6 separate regions of the Mus musculus genome follow, and regions 2, 3, 4, 5 and 6 are each linked to region 1. Evidence: chromatin contacts called from public promoter capture Hi-C data. All regions are on one chromosome and are shown on one strand. The core of a region is the stretch at or near the end of the contact, and the rest is flanking DNA. Distances in the headings are between cores, read along the strand shown.

The links. Promoter capture Hi-C pulls out the DNA fragments that hold promoters and counts their contacts.
Region 2: a contact with region 1 is called in a promoter capture Hi-C map of pre-B cells, with 2.8 times the contacts expected there. The contact joins the promoter of Ralgps1 here to the promoter of Exosc2 in region 1.
Region 3: a contact with region 1 is called in a promoter capture Hi-C map of liver, with 4 times the contacts expected there. The contact joins the promoter of Wdr34 here to the promoter of Exosc2 in region 1. A contact is called at or near these places in 2 of 39 promoter capture datasets (liver and pre-B cells) and 1 of 115 datasets of contacts at active chromatin or transcription factors (microglia).
Region 4: a promoter capture Hi-C map of cranial neural crest shows a contact between it and region 1. The contact joins the promoter of Kyat1 here to the promoter of Exosc2 in region 1.
Region 5: a promoter capture Hi-C map of pre-B cells shows a contact between it and region 1, with 5 times the contacts expected there. The contact joins the promoter of Dolpp1 here to the promoter of Exosc2 in region 1. A contact is called at or near these places in 3 of 39 promoter capture datasets (the C10 cell line, liver and pre-B cells) and 1 of 115 datasets of contacts at active chromatin or transcription factors (microglia).
Region 6: a contact with region 1 is called in a promoter capture Hi-C map of liver, with 4 times the contacts expected there. The contact joins the promoter of Ptpa here to the promoter of Exosc2 in region 1. A contact is called at or near these places in 2 of 39 promoter capture datasets (liver and pre-B cells).

Annotation. Positions count from the first base shown.
Region 1 is chr2:31,668,788-31,672,535 of GRCm38.p6, forward strand. Exosc2 (exosome component 2) reads left to right here and starts at 1,928. Exons shown (of 9, transcript NM_144886.3): 1 at 1,928-2,074; 2 at 3,685-3,748. The coding sequence starts at 1,953.
Region 2 is chr2:33,369,533-33,373,280 of GRCm38.p6, forward strand. It overlaps Ralgps1 (Ral GEF with PH domain and SH3 binding motif 1), which reads right to left and starts at 1,962. Exons shown (of 20, transcript NM_175211.5): 1 at 1,738-1,962.
Region 3 is chr2:30,047,066-30,050,813 of GRCm38.p6, forward strand. It overlaps Wdr34 (WD repeat domain 34), which reads right to left and starts at 1,814. Exons shown (of 9, transcript NM_001008498.2): 1 at 1,619-1,814. The coding sequence starts at 1,804.
Region 4 is chr2:30,203,957-30,207,704 of GRCm38.p6, forward strand. It overlaps Kyat1 (kynurenine aminotransferase 1), which reads right to left and starts at 1,891. Exons shown (of 13, transcript NM_001356474.1): 1 at 1,677-1,891. Gm31201 (a long non-coding RNA gene) reads left to right here and starts at 1,893. Exons shown (of 2, transcript XR_374214.4): 1 at 1,893-2,035.
Region 5 is chr2:30,390,643-30,394,390 of GRCm38.p6, forward strand. It overlaps Dolpp1 (dolichyl pyrophosphate phosphatase 1), which reads left to right and starts at 1,612. Exons shown (of 8, transcript NM_020329.4): 1 at 1,612-1,870. The coding sequence starts at 1,795.
Region 6 is chr2:30,414,330-30,418,077 of GRCm38.p6, forward strand. Ptpa (protein phosphatase 2 protein activator) reads left to right here and starts at 1,721. Exons shown (of 10, transcript NM_138748.5): 1 at 1,721-2,003. The coding sequence starts at 1,973. It overlaps Crat (carnitine acetyltransferase), which reads right to left and starts at 1,419. Exons shown (of 14, transcript NM_007760.3): 1 at 983-1,419. The coding sequence starts at 1,009.

The DNA of each region.
Region 1 (3,748 bases), core at 678-3,177:
TGGTCTACATAGGAGTGAGTTCCAGGACAGCCAGAGCTACACAGAGAAACCCTGTCTTGAAAAAGAGGGAGGGGAGGGGGAAAGAAGGGGAGGGGAGGGGAGGGGAGGGAGAGGGAGGGGGAGGGAAGGGGGAGGGAAGGGGGAGAGGGGAGAGGGAGAAGGAGAGGGAGAGGGAGAGGGAGAGGGAGAGGGAGAGGGAGAGGGAGAGGGAGAGGGAGAGGGAGAGAAGCACACAGAGAGGAAGGAGGCAGTTTTACTTCGAGAGTTCCCCCCCACACTTTAGTTTTTCAAGACAGGGTTTCTCTGTAGCCTGGCTCTCCTGGAACTCACTCTGTAGACCAGCCTGGCCTCGAACTCAGAAATTCTCCTGCCTCTGCCTCCAAAGTGCTGGGATTAAAGGTGTGTGCCACTACTGTCTGGCATTACTTCAAGAGTTTTATAGAGACATATTTAAGAAAGAACAAGTGAGACACACGTAAAGACAGAATGAGCCAGACGGTTAGATAAGATTGCTAGAGTTAGTTTGAGGCCAAGCAGGAATTTAGAGGCTGAGAGAAAAGACAAATCTAATAAGTGAGCTGGGAAAAGAGTTTGAGACAGAACAACTGAGTTGAATCAGCCAGCCAGAGCTCAGAAAGAACTAGAAAGGGGGAGCTTATTCAGCAGCAATTCAGAGGCTGAAAACATTTTAGGCCTAGATAAGACTGTACAGAGTCTAGAAGCTTCCAGAACTAGACCTAGGTTAGCAAACAAAGACAGTAAACCTCCCAGTCAACAATTACAACAGGAAAATAAAAGTTACATTTATGCCTCCCTACAGACTTGCTTGTCACATGACTGTTTACAACAGTCATCTTTCAGCAGACACATGTCATCACTCAGAAGAGGTCCTTACTAAAGCACATTAGAGCCATAGGGCAGTAGGTGAGGACAGCACCTAAGGGGCTAGAAGACAAGGCCCACGAGGAGCAGTATTCAGAGGGTTCTAGCTTCTCCTCAGATGGTGTTTCCTGTAAATCCCGGTCCTAAATCTATAGTCTACAAAATATTAGATTATAGTGGTTTTGAGTTGGATGCCAAGGTTCATTTCTCAATCTCTAGACTTGCCAACAATAAATAAAATGATGAAATGGAACAGTTTGGGTAAAAACTCATACAGTTTGGTATGGCAGCTTACACCTGTAATCCCAGCTCCTGGGAGGTGGAGGAGGAGGAGTTCAAGGATACCCTGGGTTACACAGCTAGTTTGAGACCAACCTGGATGACATGAGGCACTGTCTTTAAAAAATCCTACACCTGGAATGGAGAGGTGGTTCAGAGGTTGAGAGTACTGGCCACATTTCCAGAGGACTTGGTTTCGTTTCCCAGCACCCACATAATGGCTCACAAACTTCTATAATTCCAGTTACAGGGACTCCAACATCCTCTTTTGTCCTCTTGGGCATCAAACACCACTACCACTACCACTACCACTACCACTACCACTACCACTACCACTACCACTACCACTACCACTACCACTACCACTACCACTACCACTACCACTACCACCACCACCAAACCCACAACCTACACAAACTCACGTAATCGCAGCATTTGGGAGGTGGAGGCATGAACATCTGGACCTCAGCAAGGTTATCCTCAACTATACAGAGTTTGAGGCTAGCCCTACACGGGGTCGTTCCTCTAAAACAAACACAAAACTGACATCCAAACACCAAACCAAACTAATGTCATATTCCCTTACGACATGAGAATTCATCATTCCGCAGGTGCTTTCTTGCCAATAGTAAACATGGCAGCTTGGTGCCCTCACTTCCACGAGTTAACTTAATATTGCCAATACTCAACATGGCTGCCACACTATCCATTCCCATTGGTCGCTTCTCTGAAGGAAGGCGGGAGTTGAGGAGCGGTGTAGAGCTGCGCCTGCGCAAGTCATTGGCGCCAAGATGGCGTTGGAGATGAGGCTCCCTAAAGCTCGCAAACCTCTCAGTGAGAGCTTGGGCCGCGACTCTAAGAAACACTTGGTGGTGCCGGGGGACACGATCACCACGGACACAGGCTTCATGCGGTACGTGAGGATTTGGGGGTCCCAAGGCCTCAGGAGGCGGCTGCAGAGCTCTCTGCACGTGGCCCGCTGTCCCGGAACCCAGGCCTCCTGTCCCGTTGTATCTAAGTCCCCGAGTTACCCGGGACACATCGGAGCATCCATACTAGTTCCCTCCTTTGCGAGCCTCACGCTTCTGACTCCCGGCATCTTGGCTGCACCTTTGTCAGTTCCTGATTCCCTCTTTTGATCTATGGCGTTCGGAACTTTTGGACCCTTATCCTGAAACTCAAGATTCTTGAGCCTTCCTAGGGAGGGAGAACTGGGGAGGGCTGGTTGCAGGGCCCTTCTTACAACCCTCTGAATGGACAGTGGGGTTGGTCATCTCTTTCAGTGTTACCTCAGCGACAAGCCTGACTTGGAAGCAGTAATTTTGGTGGAGCGGGGGTTGAGGCAACATATTGTACCCAACAATACAAATTTAGCACGGAAAGTCACAACATGTGGCAGTTAGGGCTGTCTATGGAGTCGGACATCTGACATTGTTATCCTTAGTTTAGCACCTTGCTAAGGCCGGTATCCTCACCTGGAAGACAGTGGTGACAACAGGAATTGGTAGGTTAGTGAGTATTAACTGAAAAGTGGGGCAGGAGAGCAAAATCCACCATTGTATTACCACCAAAGATAAATCTGCATTAGGTAGCCAGTCTTCCCGATGTCTGTCCGTCCCCCCCCCCCCGTCGTCCCCCCCCCTCACCCCCAACCCTCCAATCTCACTATGTAGCACTGACTGTCCTGGAACTTACTATGTAGACCGCTCTGATTTTGAACTCAAGAGATCCACCTGCTTCTGCCTCCCAAATTCTTTTTTTTTTTTTTTAAGATTTATTTATTTATTATATGTAAGTACACTGTAGCTGTCTTCAGACATACCAGAAGAGGGAGTCAGATCTCATTACGGATGGTTGTGAGCCACCATGTGGTTGCTGGGATTTGAACTCAGGACCTTTGGAAGAGCAGTCGGGTGCTCTTACCTGCTGAGCCATCTCACCAGCCCGCCTCCCAAATTCTTAACTCAAAGGTGTGGCCGTTTGTCCGTTGCACCTAGTTTGTTCTTTCTTCCTCTTTCTTTCTTTTTCTTTCTTCTTTTTTTTTGGTACAAATGAGATTATAGTGTTTATAGTGTTGCCTCTAAGCTTTAAGTTTAAGGTATTAGATGGCAGATATCTTAGGATTCATTCCTTCATAGTTGCAGCATGTGTTCAACATAGCCGGTGTGGTTGGGGTACCAAAGTGAACACCCGTGTCCTGGTGGAGGTTAAGATATAGCAAGGAACAGAAACAGTAAATGCCACAAGAAAATCGTAAATGCAGCGGAAGGGGGAGAACAGGTGTGTAGTTGGGAATGGGGTGGACCAGGAGCAGTTGGGGATCCCTGTGCTGCCTGGGATGTGGAGGTAGGATGTTAGGCAGTGACATTTGAGCACATTACTTTAAGATGGAGACGTCCATGTGACTGTCTGCGGAGAGTGTGAGGCTCAGGGCTGGGGGAGCCCGTTAGGTTCAAGAACTATGTTCTAGATCACCTCCAATGTATCCTGGTATCCTTTCTTTGTGGCCTTGTCCTTGCGCAGGGGCCATGGGACATACATGGGGGAAGAGAAGCTCATTGCGTCTGTGGCCGGCTCTGTGGAGAGA
Region 2 (3,748 bases), core at 712-3,211, 1.7 Mb after region 1:
CTAAAGTCTTCTTTCTGAAACGTGGCAGAATCAAGTTGGTAGTGGGAGTATTCCAATGGGCTCTACTATAGGCCTAGCCCATCAGCTAAGATCCACACTGGACCTGGGGTCCAAAGGTCAGCCAACAAGGGAAACACGCTTCCCTTTCCATTCATCATGGCTCCCCAGGCTGCATTCCTGCCCAAGGCTGCACAGGGAGTACCATAATCTAAACCACCTCTAGTTTGGAGGAGGGAATTCCCCAACACAAATGTGATTCAAACTCTCAAGAGAAAGAGACTTTTATTTTTCTTTTTTTCTTTTTTCTTTTTCTTTGTGTGTGTGTGTGTGTGTGTGTGTTTTGTTTTGTTTTTTTTTTTTTTTTGAGACAGGGTTTCTCTGTGTAGCCCTGGCTGTCCTGGAACTCACTCTGTAGACCAGGCTAGCCTCGAAATCAGAAATTGCCTGCTTCTGCCTCCCAAGTACTGGGATTAAAGGTGTGCGCCACCACTGCCCGGCAAGAAAGAGACCTTAACTCACCTCTTGACAAGGAATTCCCCTCTGGCCCTGGAAGGTCACAATTAGGCACCAGGGATGGTCACTTTGACAACAACAAAACACACAAAAAGGCAAAAATAACTCCCAGGTGTCTGTCCCAGCTCCAAAGAGCCAAGTTCTCATTCCGCCTCTTCGCCCCCACCACGCTGCCTTTTCTATCTTTTTGAGACCAGCACTGTGAAGATCTGCATGAGCATCTGCTACCATGAGATCCAGAACCCTTCCGAGCATAGCATCAACGACTACTCTTGAAGAGCACACATTTTCCAACAGCTGATCAACCAATGAAACCTAACCACCCCGAAATCCAGCCAAGCTCCTTCAACAGCAACAGGGGAGTAAAACAAAAACAACAACAACAACAACAAAGGCAGTGTGCCCACTTAGGGCTCGGTTTGGCTCAGGAAAGCAGTCGGCCTATTAACCAGGGCAGCTGCGATCCTTGTACGACTCAGCAAAGACACAGGCTGCCCTGGCCTGCCCCTCCAAGAGACAACCATGGATGCCTCCAGAGCCTGCAGAAAACCCAAAGCCCCAAGACGGCGGCGGAGAGGGCAGCTTCTTCCTTCTCCAAAAAGGGTCCCACTCACCCTCAGGCTAGTCCTCACCTGCAGCCCTGCTTCCGGACCTGCCAATGATCCTCAGCCCCGCCCCCTGCCTCCCCCCGCCCCCGCCCCTACAGGGTTTCCCCAGCCCCGCCCACTGCACCTGTGCTTTTCCCTAGACTCTCCTTGCAGCCCCTCCCATTGCCACCCCATGCCCCGCCCCTCGCACCTGAGCCCTTTCCCCGCCGCTAACCTACACACAGGTTCCCTTTCTGGTCCCAGAGACCTGAGCTCCCTCCAGACCCCACGCCTCGCGCCCAGGCTCCGCCCCCAATCCATCAGGCCGCGGGACCCGCCTCCTGCACCTGCGCCCTTTCCCCCCCAACACCACCACCACCACCACCACCCCCCCCCCCCGCTCCGCCATCTCCCCGACAACCACACGCTGTCATTCGCGTCCCTGGGACCCGAGCTGGCCATGGTCCCGCCCCCCCCTCCAACCCCAAGCCGAGGTCCCACCCTCGAGCCGAGGCCCCGCCCCACCCCCTCCGGCCGGGGATCCCGCCCCGCCCGCCCCCATTCTCCCCCCCCCTCCGCCCCCCGCACCTGCAGCGGCTCGCGCCCAGGGCCCCGCCCCGCCAGCCGCTCCTCTCACCGCTGTAGTCCGGGCTGGTCACCTTGACGAGGGCCGCAGTGGCTGCCACCGCTTCTTCATGGTCTTGCGAGAGGCCCAGCGGCAGCGGCGCCTTCGTTCCGAGACCGGGGCCGGATTGAGGTTGAGCCAGGCGCAAGCTTGAAACGCGAGGCCGACGCGGGAGCCCAGCCGGTGCCCAGCCGCAGTAGGAACCGTCCACTCCTGGGCCTGAGCGGCGGCCGGCTCAGCCAATCGGCGCGCGGCACCATACCAGGGTTCTCCAACCAGCTTGCCGTAGGGGCGGAGACACGCAAATGAACCGGCTGGTTGCACCAGTGCGCAGCCGCTGCAGCAGCGGTCCCCGTTCCCCCCACCCCCCCACCCCCCACCCCACCAGCCGCGGCCTGCGCTTCGGTCTTGCAGACGCTCAGGCTTGCAAGGATGCTCTGCTGTTCTCGTCGGGCTCAGCCGCCCGCCACGCCCACCCCCTGCCTAGAAATAGACTCAGTCTACAAACATCCTTCCAGGCCTCACCCAGTGTCCTTCTTAAATTCCTACCTAGAGTTTATCGTTTTCAACAACAACATCAAAAAAAAAAAAAAAAAAAAAAAAAAAAAAAAAGGCTTTGTGAGCAAGACATCATCACCTTAGTCCCATTCTTCACAAACCTATCCCTAGGTTTCTTTATGTGATTCTAAATCTGTCAAATTGACAATCACAGTCAATCCAATAACACACTTCGAGGTCCTTGAGACTGACCCATGGTTTTCACAACAGGTAAAAGTTAGGCCTGAAGAGGGTCTTGCCCAAGACCATAGCGTTCAAAGCAGGGAGAATGGGCCTGGAAGCTGTCTCCCTGCACCCAGACCCTTTTATGGCTGGGCCAGGCAAACGCAGTGAGTAGAGCTTAAATCATCTGGCTTAAAGGCAGAGATACTAAGTTACAAAGACCGTGGAAGCCAGTGGGTGGCTGTGAATCCCTAAAGTCAGAACCACAGCAAAATTCTGTTACGCCTACAAGAGAAAGGAGGGTAGGATGCTCTTTGGACTTGTAGACAAGATCATTTTGATAACGTAATTTTTGCTGCTATGGCGTCGCTTATGGAAAGATTTAGATACTGCACTATTTAAAAGAAGAGGGAGAGGAAAACAAGAGAATCAGCAGAAATTAAACCACTTTAAGAGTGAGGTGAGGGAATAGGGGATCTCTGAGGCAAACGTCTGCTATTTTGCATGAAGAACACAGTGATGCCCGAAGGATAGTCTTAAACTGTTTCCCTTAGATAAAACAAGAGATGCATGGTGTGAGGATTCTTTTAGAAAATTTGGAATCCAGAGAGGCTGAGAGCTGAGCGCAAGCTTGAGGAAGCTTGGGTAGATGGCTATAAAGTTAGGAGTGATGGTCTAGCGTAAAGTGGAGTGCTCAGGACACGCATAAGAAAATGGACGTAGCCAGGCGGTGGTGGCGCTCGCCTTTAATCCCAGCACTTGGGAGACAGAGGCAGGCGGATTTCTGAGTTCGAGGCCAGCCTGGTCTACAAAGTGAGTTCCAGGATAGCCAGGGCTACACAGAGAAACCCTGTCTCGAAAAACCAAAAAAAAAAAAAAAAAAAGAAAAAGAAAAAGAAAGAAAGAAAGAAAATGGACGTGCTTGTAGAGGTAACCCTAATGCTTAGGATTTGGGGGATGGAAACTGGAGACTTGCTGTGACTTGCTGGCTAGCAGATTCAGTGAGAGACCCTATCTCATGGGGATAAGATGGAGAGTATAAAGCAGGACACTTGACATCCTCCTCTGGCCACCTCTGCATGCGTGTGCATCACCTGCACATACACTGCACATGCACTGACTGCTCTTCCAAAGATCCTGAGTTCAAATCACAGCAACCACATGGTGGTTCACAACCATCTGTAATGGGATCTGTTGCCCTCTTCTGGTGTGTCTGAAGACAGCTACAGTGTACTTGCATATAATAATAAATAAATTTAAAAAAAAACAAGTACTATAGTTGTTTTTCTAAATATAAATTACT
Region 3 (3,748 bases), core at 564-3,063, 1.6 Mb before region 1:
TTTGTAGACCAGACTGGCCTCGAACTCAGAAATCTGCCTGCCTCTGCCTCCTGAGTGCTGGGAAAAATAAATAAATCTTTAAAAAAAAAAAAAAAGAAGTTTGACTGAACTAATGATTTCAGTCAGGAGTCTTCCAAACTCTATCTCCTCAGCAAGCAAGAGCTGTTTAGAGCACCCTGCTAGGCCAGGACACAAATCACGGGCTTGCTGCAAGGACACAGTGTACTCTAACATGGTCACGCTTCTTGCTTTCCACGGCAAGGGCTTCCACGTCCCAGGGCACGGAGAAGGGCCTGGAACACAGAGCAGATCAGGGCATAAGACCATAGGCCCACAAGGCTCAAGACAAGACTGCAGGCACCACTGGGGCTTGGGTTGGAGGCAGACTGGTCAACAGCAGTCTTCGTTTGTGAGTTCTTCAAGACTTTACTTGACCTGTCTCTACTTACCCATTTTGGCCTAACCTGGGACCACTCTCCCTTTTCCTCAAGGATTCTCCAGCCCCTTCCAACACCTCAAACAAATGTGCTGACCCCAGCTCCAGAGTCGGCCAGTGCTCACGCTTGATCTGGTCTTCTCAAATGCCACTCAACATCCATTTTTCCAACAGTTCCTCAGCCCTGCTCTGTCGGTAACATGACACACCGATGTGGCATTACAGTACATTGTCTACATACATGGCTTACTGTAATCCTTGCAACCACCGGGAAAGCAGCTATCTCCAGGTTCCCTGCTGATGAATCCCTAACACACCAGTTGGTCAGCATCAGGCCTCCGTTATCTCATTATTTGTATGTTTTTGGGTTACACTAGAAAACCATAGCAGGGCAGTGGTGAGAGAGGCCTTTAATTCCAGCAATCTCTGAGTTCAAGGCCAGCCTAGTTTCCAGAGCAAGTTTCAAGACATCCAGGGCACACAGTGAAACTCATGTCTCACAAAAACAAAAGCAAACAAACAAACAAAAGAACAACAACAAAGGAACATAGAAAACCGTTCAAGCTAGCCCTCAAGGTATCTGACCATTTCAAACACCAATAATGTCAAGTTGAAATGCCTAAAAACTGCTATTCACAAAAAAAAAAAAAAAAAAAAAAACTTCCAAAAATGGCTCAGCTGGTAAGGGCACTTAGCCAAGCATGACACCCTGAGTTGGATTCCCAGGCCCCTCGTGGTGCAAAGAAATAACAACCTTGTGTAAAGTTCTCCTCTGACCTCCACAGGCGCTGTGACACGTGCACGATCCACCATGTAAATTAACTACATGTCATTTAACGACAGCATGGGACCCCTAAGAGTTCTGTTGTCCTGGTTTGCTTTTGTTGTTGTTTGTTTTCGTTGGTTGGTTTCTTTCTCCTCAGAGACCGAAAAAAAGGCTAACGCGAAAGCATCTGTGAGTTTTTTCATTAAAACATGAAAACACGCGGACCAGTGGTGGCGCACGCCTTTCGTCCCAGCACTTGGGAGGCAGAGGCAGGCGGATCTCTGAGTTCCAGGACAGCTAGGGATGGATACTCAGAGAAACCCTGTCTCGAAAAAACAAAAACAAAAAAGCCGTGAAAACACAACGCTGCGCCAGGCCTTCCCGCCCGCGCTGCCATAGCGGGCCCGCGCCCTCACCGTCTCCCCGCGGATCCCCTGGACGCTCCTCCACTGCGAGGGCACGGACGCCACGCCCAGGGTCTCATCCTGAAGAGGCGCAGGCCGCCCTCGCCGTTCGGCGCCGCCAGCCCCGCCAGCAGCCAGGGCAGCAGCTCCAGCGCTTCCAACGCGCCGAAAAGGCCTGGGCGACGCGCACATTGCCATGGCGACGGTCCCGCCCTCTCGCGCCTGCGCCCTGGAACGTGACCTTAGCGGGTTCGCCCCCCACAAACGGAAGTCCGACGAGAGGAAGTGAAGCTGTGGGCGCCGTTTTTGAACTGGTTACAGCATCGTCTTTAAGGCCCAGAAGAAAAATAATGAAAATGTTTATCAGCCAATACAACAAAACCGCAGCGATTTGGGATTGCCCTATGCCCAGAGGCCATTTGGGGGTCCGGAACAGCTCTTCGTGGTATAAGGAAAAGAGCGGAAGTGAGGCGTGGGCTCCAGGTTCAAAGATGGCGCTGAGCGGCCGGGCGCAGAGGCAGGACCGCCGCAGGCCTAGTGGGCCATGCTGGTCCGGAGAACCGGCCGGGCTGGAAGCAGCCGACTACTCCAGAACTGTACTTTGCGCCATTTGAGTTGGCATCATTTCCAATGAATGGAATGAAATAGATCATACACAGATCGAACGTGGGATTGAATGGATGGGAGGCCTAATAATAAATTTACATAAACAATAAAATAAAATGCTTGTTAAATTAAAATTCGAGACTAACCACAGGAGAAGTTGATCTCAATGATAGATGGCCCCAGGTTCAGTCCTCAACACACACGAAATGTTAACTACAAGTTAGTGCGTGCCTATAGTGTGTCAAGCCAAGCACCCAAAGGCTTATGTTTGTTTGGGTTTTTTTGTTTGTTTCTTTTGTTTTTCGAGACAGGGTTTGTCGGTATAGCCCTGGCTGTCCTGGAACTCACTTTGTAGATCAGGCTGGCCTTGAACTCAGAAATCCGCCTGCCTCTGCCTCCCGAGTGCTGGGATTAATTAAACGCGTGCGCCACCACTGCCGGCAGAGGCTTAGAAATGAGTGTTTATCTTATTAAATCCTTAGCCTTCCGTGTGCTTGCTTGTTAGTTAGCTGGTTTGCTTTTTGAAGTGCTGGGGTTGAACCCCGGGCTTTCTGCATGCCAGCTCCTATGTTCTACCAATGAACTACCCCTATAGCTCAATTGTTATTACTCCTGTGCCTCTTACAGTCAGATATGGAATCGTCCAAAGTCACCCAGTAAGATCTTACAGGTGGCTTGCCTGATCCCCCAAACCAAGCCTGGAGCCTCTAGACAACCATCTGCTAGTTTAGGCCTCTGGGTCTATTTCCTCTTTTCTGAGACTAGGAAGCCTGCCGTGGTCCTGTTCTCAGTGCACCACCCAGGGACAGGATGCCCCTCAGCAGAGCAGCCAAGGCCAGGAAGGCCGATTAGATTAGCAGCACTGGGAGGGATAATAAAAAGCCATAGAAAAGTCTTCCTAACAAGGACTGCTTTGCAAACATCACCAAGGATTCCAAAAATCATACTCAGAGCTCAAAGATTAAGAACACTGGCTGCTTGCTTTTCCAAGACACTCAGGTTCACTTCCCAGGACCCTCGTGGCAGCTAATAACTGTCTGCAAGTCCAGTTCCAGGGAGATTTGACACTCTTTCCGGCCTCTGAAAGCCCTAGACATGCACTTGACGTGCAGTCACACATGCAGGCAAAACATCCATAAACATAAAAATAATAAGATATAATTTTTTTAATCACACTTAAAAAGCCCAAAGCTGTGAAAGTCCTAGAGTAATGTCTTAAAACAGACTTGGAACCAACTACGTCCAGCTGAACTGGACAAAGAGGCTTAGAAGAGGCTTTCTTCACCTGGTCAAGGGAAAGGAGAGAGTTCAAGGCATCAAATATGAAAAACAGCTTGTCGGGCGGTGGTGGCACATGCCTTTAATTCCAGCACTTGGGAGGCAGAGGCAGGCAGATTTCTGAGTTCAAGGCCAGCCTGGTCTACAAAGTGAGTTCCAGGACAGCCAAGGCTACACAGAGAAACCCTGTCTTGAAAAAAAAAAAAAAAAAAAAAAAAGCAAAAAAACAAAAAAAAGAAAGAAAGAAAGAAAGAAAAC
Region 4 (3,748 bases), core at 641-3,140, 1.5 Mb before region 1:
GGAACATGGGTTGTCTTGACTTAGTTTATCCATCTGTAGAATGAGTACAGCAGGTCCAAGAGAGCCGGCCCTGCTCTAACAGTGTGCTCTTTGCTAACCCCTTAGGACCTGAAGGGAGGCTGGGCAGGCATGCTACACACTTCTCTGTCACAATCTTGGAGAATTCCCCCTCTAACTTCACCCAGTCTGGTTCCTTGTACTATACAAAAGTTTTCAACACGGGCTGGTGAAATGGCTCAGCGGGTAAGAGCACTGGCTGCTCTTTCGAAGGTCCTGAGTTCAAATCCCAGCAACCACATGGTGGCTCAACCACCCATAATGAGATCTGATGCCCCCTTCTGATGCATCTGAAGACAGCTACAGTGTACTTTTTATAATAATAAATAAATCTTTGGGCTGGAGCGAGCAGAGGTCCTAAATTCAATTCCAACAACCACAAGAAGATTCACAACCATCTGTACAGCTACATAAAATAAATAAAATAAATCTTAAAAAAAAAAGTTTTCAGGGCTGGAGAGATGGCTCAGCGGTTAAGAGCACTGACTGCTCTTCCAAAGGTCGTGAATTCAAATCCCAGCAACCATATGGTGGCTCACAACCATCTGTAATGCAATCTGATGCCTTCTTCTGAAGACAGCTACAGTGTACTTAGATATAATAATAAATAAATCTTAAAAAAAAAAGTTTTCAGCACAGGAACTGACTGCCAGGTTGTCTGTTGCTCTCACAGAAACATAGGGTGGAAACAGTGTCCTGTTGGCTGTGAGACCCTGAGCTCCCTACTAGGTCGACTACACAGGAGATCCAAAAATTAGTGCTAAGGCTCCCAGGAAGCAGAGGGAGAGACCTGGTGTCTTCAAACCCTCCTGCGGGTGGGAGGGGAGTGAACATCTGTGGGAATCCTTTTCCAAACTCTGTGCCTCACCCATTGGTAAACAGAACTGGTGTGTATAAAACGGTGAACCCACCAGCGGGGCCACCTGGTGTCTACCATTGTGGTCACATTTGTTCATAGATGATACTCCAGGTCTATGGAGGACTGTAAGCCTTGGAGTCCACCTACGCGGGACAGCCCTGTTCTCTTTCGTTCACCCTCTCTTTCAGCCTCTTTCAGCCCCATTTTTCCTGCAGGTCATGTGGCATGTCTGTGATATGCCTGGTAGAACATGGGTTTTGCACATCTGACCATAGCAGGCTTCAGTAGGACTGAAGGCTATTCTTTCTGTCCCATTAACTTAAAAAATATTATTATTATTATTATTATTATTATTATTATTTTAACCTAAGTTATCTTGGAAGTTGTCCCACATTAGTACATGAATCCAATTGCCGTGCAGCCCGGGAACCGACAGAACCCAGAAGGACCCACAGAGACTATTGGCGCTAGCTCTGCAGGCAATTCTCCGTTAGCGCAGTCTGCATCTTCTTGGCCAGGACTACCTTGGGAGAGTGGACGTGGGTGCAGAGAGAACTAGTCTAACTGGTTCTGTGACTGAGTGTAGAGCTGCCAAGACCGCGTGTGCAAGTTTTTCTCAGGGGATAGATCCTTCTTTCAGAGAAGCTACACATCACATACAAACAGGAGCACATGGATCAAAGAGCTACAGCACTCGCAAACCTTAGCTAACTTCAACACACGATCTAGATGAAACCCCGCACGGCAACCAGGAACTGACCTGCTTCAGCAAACAATAGCGCTGCTCTGTCCAATAACCCGCGACCCCAAACGTATTCCCAAGGTTGCAGAAGTCTGTTCCTTTAAAGAGGCCGAGCCCTAGATGGGCTACTTCCGCCCAGATGCAGCTTAGCTCAAGAGAACTGTCAGAAGCAGTGCGAAGCTCTGTGTGCCCTTTAAAGACTGGGCGACAGCCTAGGATCCCCAAGCATTTGCGCTCGGTGACATCACTTCCGGGGCGGAGACCTAAGAAGCGGTACAAACAAAACAAGGAGCCAAAGACCCACGGCGCGACTGGCTGTGGGTAGCCAGACCCAGGACTAGGGCTGCCTGCGTGGCGGCCGAGAACAGCGGGCCTTGGTGAGTGGGTCGAGTATGGAAAGGGACGCGCTGTCACCTCCCTGAATCCAATGACGCGGGCCCGACCTCCGCTCGCACCTCTCACCCGAGTTTCCGCCGCGGTCCCTGCAGATCCACGCCCCTCCGCGCACGTGCACCTTCCCAGAGGTTCCACCCGGGCTCCCCTAGTACTTGGTGCCGAACTCTTTCCTTGAACCCCTCCCTCTTTCTGATCTGCGGGACTATTCCCTGGTCTTTGGAATCTCAGGCTGGAAAAGACCGATTCTCCTATTGGTTTAGCCCGTCGCATGTATGCATTGGGCAGGAGTGACAGATCTAGGGAGGTGAGGTTGGAAGAGCTGGAGGTCAGCAATGACGCGTCCAGGCTGAAGGAACACAGCTTGGGAAGCCAGGGGACAATGAAATTGGAAGCTAAATTGAGAAGGAAAGAATGGAGGACCTGAAAGTTTCAAAGACCTTCTGCCTTGGAAAGGTGGCAGCAAAACCTTCAACCCCTGCTGACTGTTCTGCTCTCTGGAGCACACAGACTAGCAGACAGCGCAGGAGGAAGGGCAGGAGGTCTGCTTCTTGTGCTGGGGACGGAGGATAAGGAGGATAAGAGTATGTTCCGAGGCTTGGGACAGTGGAAGTGACCTGGCCACACAGTTGGTGAAGGTTAGGTTCCCCTGTGGCAGTCCAGGGGAAGCAGGGACTGGAGGCTAGTGTTGTGAGGAGATACTGGGGTGGCTTGACTCCCTGCTTTCCCAGTTCCATAGCTTGTTTGGGTTTTGGGTGTTGACTCTGGACCTTCTTGTCTCCCAGGGTCTGTAGAGGACAAGGCAGGAGACCAAGAGACGTTTGTGACCCACCACCTCCCCAGTGGTTTTCGTCTGCTGAGGACACCTGCTACAGAGCAGTTTCGTTACACTTCAGTGGCCTTTGTAGAGAGTGGGGGCTTCTGGGATTGCCCTGTGAATCAGGAATCCGGGCAGGTGGCTGGGTTTTTGACTTGCTGCTTGAAGGAGCTTCAAGGGAGGAAGCAAAAATGATTGCAGGTTTTGTGGGGGGACCGCAGAGGAACCTAGGTGGGATACATATACTAACCTCTTTGCCATCCCTGGGCTCTTTCACCTGCCCTGTCTTTATGGTTGGCCTTGGACTGGGACTTATGTTGGGAAATGTGTCCTTGGCCTCCTCAGCACTGCAGTCTGAGAGGAGACAGACATCAGGAATAGAAGCTGAGGGTTGAGCATTGTTAGGACAGCCCCATGGTAGTCCAGAGGAGAAGGTACCCACATGGACGATGTTGCCTGAGGTACACTTCCGGAAGTGGGATCCTGGAGGAGCAGGCGAGCCTGCAGCCTCAGTTCTGGCTCTTTAACCATGAACAAGTAGTGGCTCAGTTTCAGCCAGGTGTCTGGATCCCGGCTGAGGAGACAGTGCAGAGGTGGCCTGGACAGCGTCTGCACCTTTCTGGCTCTAGGTGCTTTACTGCTAGACACCCGTGTTGGCTTCTGTGTTCTTGTATTGACCTCCTGGCACAAATTGACCCCACCCCCAGGTGTGACATGTTCTAGATCCCTCTTAGACCCATTCAGGTCCCAGCAAGTGTCACCCCATTCCCAGTGACCTCCTGACAGTACTTTGGCTTTCCCTGTGGCTGGGCCACACTCCCAACTCAGACTGCTTTTGCTGTCCCTTCCAAGTCTCCAGTGGGATCTACACTTGTCTCTG
Region 5 (3,748 bases), core at 362-2,861, 1.3 Mb before region 1:
ATTCCCTCAGAGACTCAGTGGCTCAGCCCCACCCACCTCCCCCACAAGAAGTCCAGCTTTTCTTCCTGCTGGAGACTCGCCCCAATAACTCCCACACATTTTCAGTTCTTCATCTTGTCACTTCCTTAGGGATGCTCTCTCTGTGTTTCTGGGACTCTGAAGAAGGGCAAGGCAGCCTGACCTTCCATGGGTGCCCTCTCTCTCAGAGAACTATTCTAGGAAGCTCATGACCACGTCTCACACCTCTTTCTTTCAAAGGCTAATAATGACTTTGCCTGAGAGAGAGAGCTAAGGGCAGGTGACTAGGAGGTGGGCCCAGCTGGATAAGTTCAGGCTGGGTAGGGAGACGGAAGACAAGCTGAACACCACTGGGGGATTCTGAGTCCCCAGCCTACTTAGAGTAACCTACAATTCTGGCTTCCACGGGCTGCCAGACTAAGCCACTGTAGCTAGTGACCTCAGAACATAGAATATGGAGGGCCAAGGCTCCAACCTAGACCTACTGGGTACCCCCAGGTCTAAGGCAGACCCGGAACCTGCTTTTATTTTTATTTTTTTACTGTACATGCTCTGGGCCTTAGTCAGAGGTCAGAGAACCGTTGCATACTGGCAGAGGCAGACAAGGAAATAATTACAGTCAAGTGTAGCCAGAGATGAGGTAGGCAAAGGAGGTGCAATTGTGGGAGACCACTGGAACTCCCCCACCCCCTTTCTGAGGTAGCCCAGACTGGCTTCCAACTCACAGAGATCCCCCTGCTTCTGTGGAGGCCCTTCTCTTAATTTTCAGAACCTGAAGCTATGAACTGACAAGTCAGCCTGGGCCAGGCAAATGGGGCAGGAGTGTGTGTGCCCATTCCTTGCAGAGAAATTTGAGGAATTGGAATCTGGCCTAGACAGTAAGTAGGTCTGTCTGGAGAGAGTTGGTTCAGAAAGGGGACGTGGGTGGGAGGTGTGGCTGTTTCTTCAAGAATGTTTCTTCAAGAATGGGGAAACAGAGAAGGGTAGATGGAACATCTGGATTATACTGAAAATGGTCCCAAGTGGCCTCACTACGCTACGGCGTAATTGAAACGTATAGCATCCCATCTAAGATATCTACAATATGTGCTACATCCCAGAAGTGAGGACCAATAATTTTTTTTTAACAGAAAAGTTCCTTTGCGGAACTGCACCTCTTGTCTGTCAGTAAAGGGCAATAAAAAACTGCACTAGGTCTTTGACTTCAGTTTACATTTATGGACAGGAAGCCAGAACCTGGAGGACGAGGCAGAATGATGCTGGGGCAAGCCTAGCCTTCATAGTGAGGAACACATTTTTGTTTTCCAAATGGGTCGGTTGAGACCCGGTGGTGCTGAGGCTGCTCCTCCACTGCGCTCTGGGTTCTCAGGAGCTTTAACTCTGGGCGCAGGTGCCAGCCTAACCAAAGCTCCCACCAAAGTACAACACGCCCCCCGAGATAGCGCCTGATTGGCTCGCCCTTCCCACACGCCGAGCTAAGCTTACCTTTTGATTGGCTGTTCTGCGCTCTGTCCTGCGCTGCGAGTGCTCCATTCTCTTGATTGGTTAGTCAACTACCTGAACTCGCACGGGATTGGACACTGGCAAAGCTGCGCGAGTCCCCGCTCTCTGATTCGCCGCACGGGCCAGCCTCACGACCTGCACACTGAATGGCTGCGCCACTACCTGCAATCGGCCTCGGATTGGGTGCGTGGCGTCTCCCCGGCGTGATAGGTCAGGACCACCGCCCCCCTTGCTCCCCATTGGCTGCTCTGCGAAGCCCGGTCTCCGGGTAAGATGGCAGCGGACGGACAGTGCTCGCTCCCCGCTTCATGGCGGCCAGTGACCCTCACCCACGTCGAATACCCTGCAGGTAAGAGCCTGCCCCGGCTCCGAGGACGTTCTCCTCGAGCTGCCGCCACAGCCCCGGGCGTTCCGGGCCGCGCGGACCGCCTTCGGGGCGCCTTGGAACCGCGGTGGGAACTGTCAAACAGCGAGCCTTGGAGGGGCTCGGCCGGCGCGCGCGCCGCGCAGGCGCAGTGAGGCGGCGATGAGCAGGGAGAAATTGCGAGCGGCTCGCTCGTGTGCTCTGCGGCTGCGCGGCCGAGTCGCTCTCCGGGGTCCCGGGGTGCTGGTGGGCTGTCCTGGGCCGGGGGAGGGTCTGGATAGGGCGGGCGAGGATCTGGGCCTGGACTTTGTCCCTTGTGCCCCGCCCTCCCCCGAGCCAGAGAGGCCGCACTCCTGCTCGGCTGTGCAGGGAGTGACAGTTTCCTTCACTACGCTGCGGGCTGCTCACTGGAGAAAGCTCCCAGTTGCAGGGAGTGTGCAAACCCAGGCCAGGTTTGGGAGAATTTGCGGCGCCACGCCCTGAGCAGCGCGGCAGAGGCCAGCCGCCAAGGGGGCATGCAGCCCCTGGGAGCCTGACTTGTAAGAGCTTCCATCTGACACGCCTCTGGGAGTGCCCGCCTCTCTGGTGGGAAGGTCCATTAGCCATGGTTCTGAAGTTCCGGCTCGGCTCCATAGAGTGGAGCGGAGCGGAGCTTAGGCCTTGGGGTGAGACGTTTCCGGGCTCCAGGGTAGGCACCACCCCTCCAGTCACTTCATCTTAAGTGGCTCCAAGTACAGTGTCTCCTTTCTGTAATGGTGTGTGACTCAAATGACCACAGGCCTAAGAGGTGCTGGGCACAGAGCCTGGCCCACAGTGGACACCCAGTAAATACCTGTAGTTTATCTCTCTAGCTTGCCAGCACCCTCCCTGGATAAATGTTTGTTGCTGAGCAGCCGGGGCCCCCTTGCTGGCCTCTGGTTGTCCAGGAAGGGCCTGTCCTCTTGGGTAGAGGGCCTGAGAACTTGGGTCTGCTGAGAACACAGGGCCACAGGCCAGGAGAACTTTGCCTCTGGGTGTTCTGGGTTATACTTAAGGTGTGGCAGTCCAGGGATGGGCCCTATCAAAGTGCCTGTTCATTACCCAACCACCCATCCATCCATTCATTCTGCATTCCCTTAGCATAGCATCTCCCGGGTGCAAGGCCCTGGGCCAGCTCGGGGTTTGGAATGATGAAGTCCCTGCACTCTTGTTCTATGGAAAGTCTCTGCCCCTGAGGAGGGAAAACAGGCCTGGTGAAGGGGAGAGACCTGACTGGGGTCTCCACAGCTTCCCGACTCTCCGTCCTTGGCGTCAGAGTAGCTTCTTGGAGGGCTCATGGCCTTTCAGGTGAGAAGAGCCTGCAGCTGTGAACACCATAACACATACAAGGCTGTGTGTGCTGTGGGGGCTGGTTGAGCCCGAGGATATCTGGCAAGGTACCCCTGCACTTGATGTCGCTCACTACACTGAACATGCTTCCTTCATGCCTGAGTCCTGTGGCGTGTCCTACATTGCTACACTCAAGACAGTAGGTTATGGAGACCTTGTCACTACCCTAAAGTACAGAGGGCAAAGAGAGGCCCCACACAGCTACTTACACTAGCCAGTGGGTCACCATGTCCCAGTCACACATCTCAGCAGGCTCTCACCCTTGTGATTGTGGCTGTGCTGCCTCTTAGCTTTTGTTTTTTGAGTTCACCTAGGCAGCATCCTAGGTGGGGGAAGCCACGTGTGTATGTATGGGTCCAGAAGTAGGACAGCACAGTGTGTTCAGGGAGCTGCAGTAATGTCCCTGCAACTGGAGCAGAGGGTGGGAGGGAAGTGGGCCAGGTCTGCACAGACTCTAGTAAGCAGGCCTAAGGAAGCATATCCCAAGGGCAGGGG
Region 6 (3,748 bases), core at 471-2,970, 1.3 Mb before region 1:
TGGCCGCTAACCTGTGGCCCTGAAATCAGCCCTGCTTGGGAATGGTGCAAGACAGGAGATGCCAGGGAAGGGCCACTAGTGGACAACCAACGATTGCCACACACCTGCCCAGCTGTTTCCCTTCCAGACCTCAGGGCCTTGGTGGCCACCCCTCTTTTGGTGGTTTGTTTGTTTTTTCTAAATGAGTTCTGGATCATCCAGGTTGGGATCAATAGTGGGGGAAATACACTTTTGTGCTTCTGCTGTGAGTAATAAGCCAAAAGACCCCATTTGGGCTCAGTTTATTAGCACAACCATGGGATTTGATTGTCTCCTTGTTTCAGTCTCCCTAGCATTAAAATGCTTATGCAGTAAGGTGGTCCCAGAGGGTGACGGAAGGCGGGACGACTTGGAGGAGGGTCTCAGGTGCTGCCAGGACTCTTAGTAGAATCTCAGTCTTAGCTGCCAACCCAGTGTCTGACAGGGCAGTCCAGTTCACAGCTGGATAGACAGCCTGAATCAGAGAGGACAGGAGCTCACCATTAGGATAGCTGCTTTAGATAAGGATGGTGAGGGGCAGCCTGCCACCTCCTGCCTCCTCCTGCCTGTTTGGGGGATTTTCAGTACTAGTCTCCACCTGAGGTTCTCTTAGCAATATGCAATGGGGAGGGTGGGCATCTGATGAACTCAAGGAGACTGGGTAGGCTTGGAGAAGTGGCTCTAGTCGGGCAGAAGCATAGCCTAGGGCTGAGCTCTCTAACCAGTAGCCCCGACAGGTGTCTGAGTCCGAATAACTGGGAGCATTAGGGAGGAGTGGAGTGGAAAGGTACAAAAGACTTGAACCTAGGTTTCTCAGTCTTCTTCTGGGATCGAACCCACCCCTTACCTGGTCTCCTTTATCCACCTTGCAGATCGCACCCTACCAGCCGGTCTGGGGTTTTCTTGACCGTTGCTGGAGGCCCGCCCGTCTTGTCCCGTCCATGGCCCTGCTGGGCGAACTCACCACGGTTCTGGCAGCAAAGGCTAACATCGTCCCAGTCTGTTTGCGGACACTTGGTCCGCTCCGCCCCTCGCGCTGGGTAAAGACTGCGCCACTGCTGGGGTGCTGGGGTCAGTGGGTTCGCGGCTCCGGTTCTAGGTTCAAGGTCGCCGAGTCACTGCCGCTAGCCAGTAGAGGCGGCCCCGCGGCCACCGGGCCCGGCGGGCTGCCGGTGGGGCAGGACTCACGGGGCGGAGCTTTGGTGGCTCGCAGTCCCCGGCCGCTCGCCCCGATCTCGGGGTGGGCCCAAGCCGGGGAGTGGCCGCAGAGGGCGGGGCTTGCGGAGACGGACCTCTAGCTCAGCTGTTAGCAGCCCGGCGCTGGGCTCCCGTCACGGGGTCACAACGGTAGGCGCTGTCCCGCTCGTGCTCTCCGCCTCCGAAAGCCACCTTAGCTGTCGAGGCGGTCACGTGCGTTCAAGTCTGACTGGTGTCCTTGAACGTCACTCTAGGAATGGCAGGAGAACACAACTGTTGACTGGGGACTGTCTCAGATTGCTTGGGTGGAGGCATGCACAAAGAAGATGACAGGTGGCCTTGCTCCGCAAGAATACTGCTGCCATACCTATTCCCTCCATCACCCCTCACCAAAACAAACAAACAAACAAACAAACAAGCAAACAGAACCCGACGCCCCGCACAAACATGGCTGCCAGCGCCGCAGTTGGCTTGCAGGCGGCAGCCGTTAGTGCGCATGCTCCTCGGCGCCCCGCACCAAGATGGCCGCTGCCTCGGTCGGCGCGGCCGCCGCGAGACGGCCGTTGGTGGGCATGCTCCCTGAGTGCCTCGCACCGGCATGGCTGCCGCCTTCGCGCGAGTGACTGTAATTCTCGGCTTCCGGTCCTAGCCAGTCAGCGCTCATTTCCCTGCTGGAAGCTTGGCGGAGCCGGGGAGAGCTGCGGGGTGAACATTGAGAGGGACCGGCGAGCATCCGCTCCGGCTCCTCACGGAGAAGATGGCCGAGGGCGAGCGGCAGCCGCCGCCAGGTAGGGCGGTTGGAGGGCCCGGGCGTGCGGGTGGGAAAGGGGTGTGGCTCGGGGGGTCTCCCGAGTCTGAGGAGCTCTGGGGACGGAGGAGGCAGGGCTGACGGCCTGGGCTGCAGGCGGGTGGCGGTGAGGGCGACCCGGCCAGGGCGGGCGGGCAGAGCGCGGTCAGGGGAAAGGCTCTGGACCTGGGGGCAGAGTTGCCTGGGGTCGGGGCGAGAGGGATCCAGGAGGCTGCGTTCTTTATGAGACTCCGCTCGGGTGGACCTGGGCCTCGCTCGGACGCCAGGCTCCTTCATGCATGTCCTGCCCACCCTGCATGTCTTCCCTCCCTCCGTCCCTCCTTCCGTCCTGCAGGCTTGGCTCTGGGGGTTTCAGTATCTGCAGAGTTAATTGAGAGAAACTGCCCACGGTGTCTAAACCACTAATTTTAAGAGGCTGTTTGTACAAAATGAGAGGGTTGGTGGCATCGTCGTCTGTAACTTTTATTTACACTGTGGCCTCGTTGTGGTCCATCTCAAGTAACTAGGGCAGAGACAGAGGCCAGATGCTCCAGTAGAGACCCCCTTTCCTGGAGGAGGAGAAAGCAGTTTGCTGACTCCGTGTAGTTAAGAAGGACTGGAAAATTCTTACAGAGTGGCTAGGTTGGCTAAACTCAGCTCGTACTTTGATAGTGTTTGATGTACCTTCCACCACACTTCCTTTTTTGTGGTCCCAAAGAAAGTCTCAGGAGGAAGAAAATTTGAAAATCAAAAGAAGCACCATTTTTGTGGCGCCCCCCCCCTAAATATATGAACACGTGGAATTCAAAACCAGACATTTATTTTAAGTTATACAAAATCTCTATGAATGTGTCGTTTTTGTTTGTTTTGTTTTTGTTTTTCGAGACAGGGTTTCTCTGTGAAGCTCTGGCTGTCCTGGAACTCACTCTGTAGACCAGGCTGGCCTCGAACTCAGAAATCCACCTGCCTCTGCCTCCCATGTGCTGGGAGTGCGCCACCACTGCCTGGCCTTATGGATGTGTCTTAATCGACTTTAGTGTTGACATCAAGACATAGATAGTAGCTAGCACTCGGGAGGCAGAGGCAGGTGGATTTCTGAGTTTGAGGCCAGCCTGGTCTACAGAGTGAGTTCCAGGACAGCCAGGGCTATACAGAGAAACCCTGTCTCCACAAAAAAAAAAAAAAAAAGAGTAGCTATCAGGCAGGCAGACTCCTTTTGAAATGAGTGTCTCTGAAGATGAATAGGGAAGGGACATTGGGGACCAGAACCTATGTACTAGAGGGAAAAAACAAACAACCAAACAACCTTAGGAAGGTTGTGGACATTTTTGAGTTACACAGACTATATGGCAAGTCACCATATGTGTCCTTTAGTAGACGGAAATTGAGCCACCCGGGGCTCAGTAAGAGTGCCTGCTGCCAAGTCTGGCAGCCTAAGTTCCATCCTGGGAACCCACGCGTGGGAGAATGGAACTGACTTGAATGTTGTCCTCTGACCTCCACTCACATGCTGTGTGTGGCACACACACACACATACATACATAATTTTAAAATAATTTAAAATGAGGTTTATCAAACTTTCCTCATGGAGTTGTGGTCTGATGTGAGCAGAGTGTTTGGGTGTGGTGAGTACTCACTGGATGCAAACATGTCACATCTGTCACATATGGGAGGTGATAAATCCAGCACACTGGGGTGTGTGTGTGGGGGGTCGTTTGTTTGGTTTTTTGAGACAGGTATGGATGT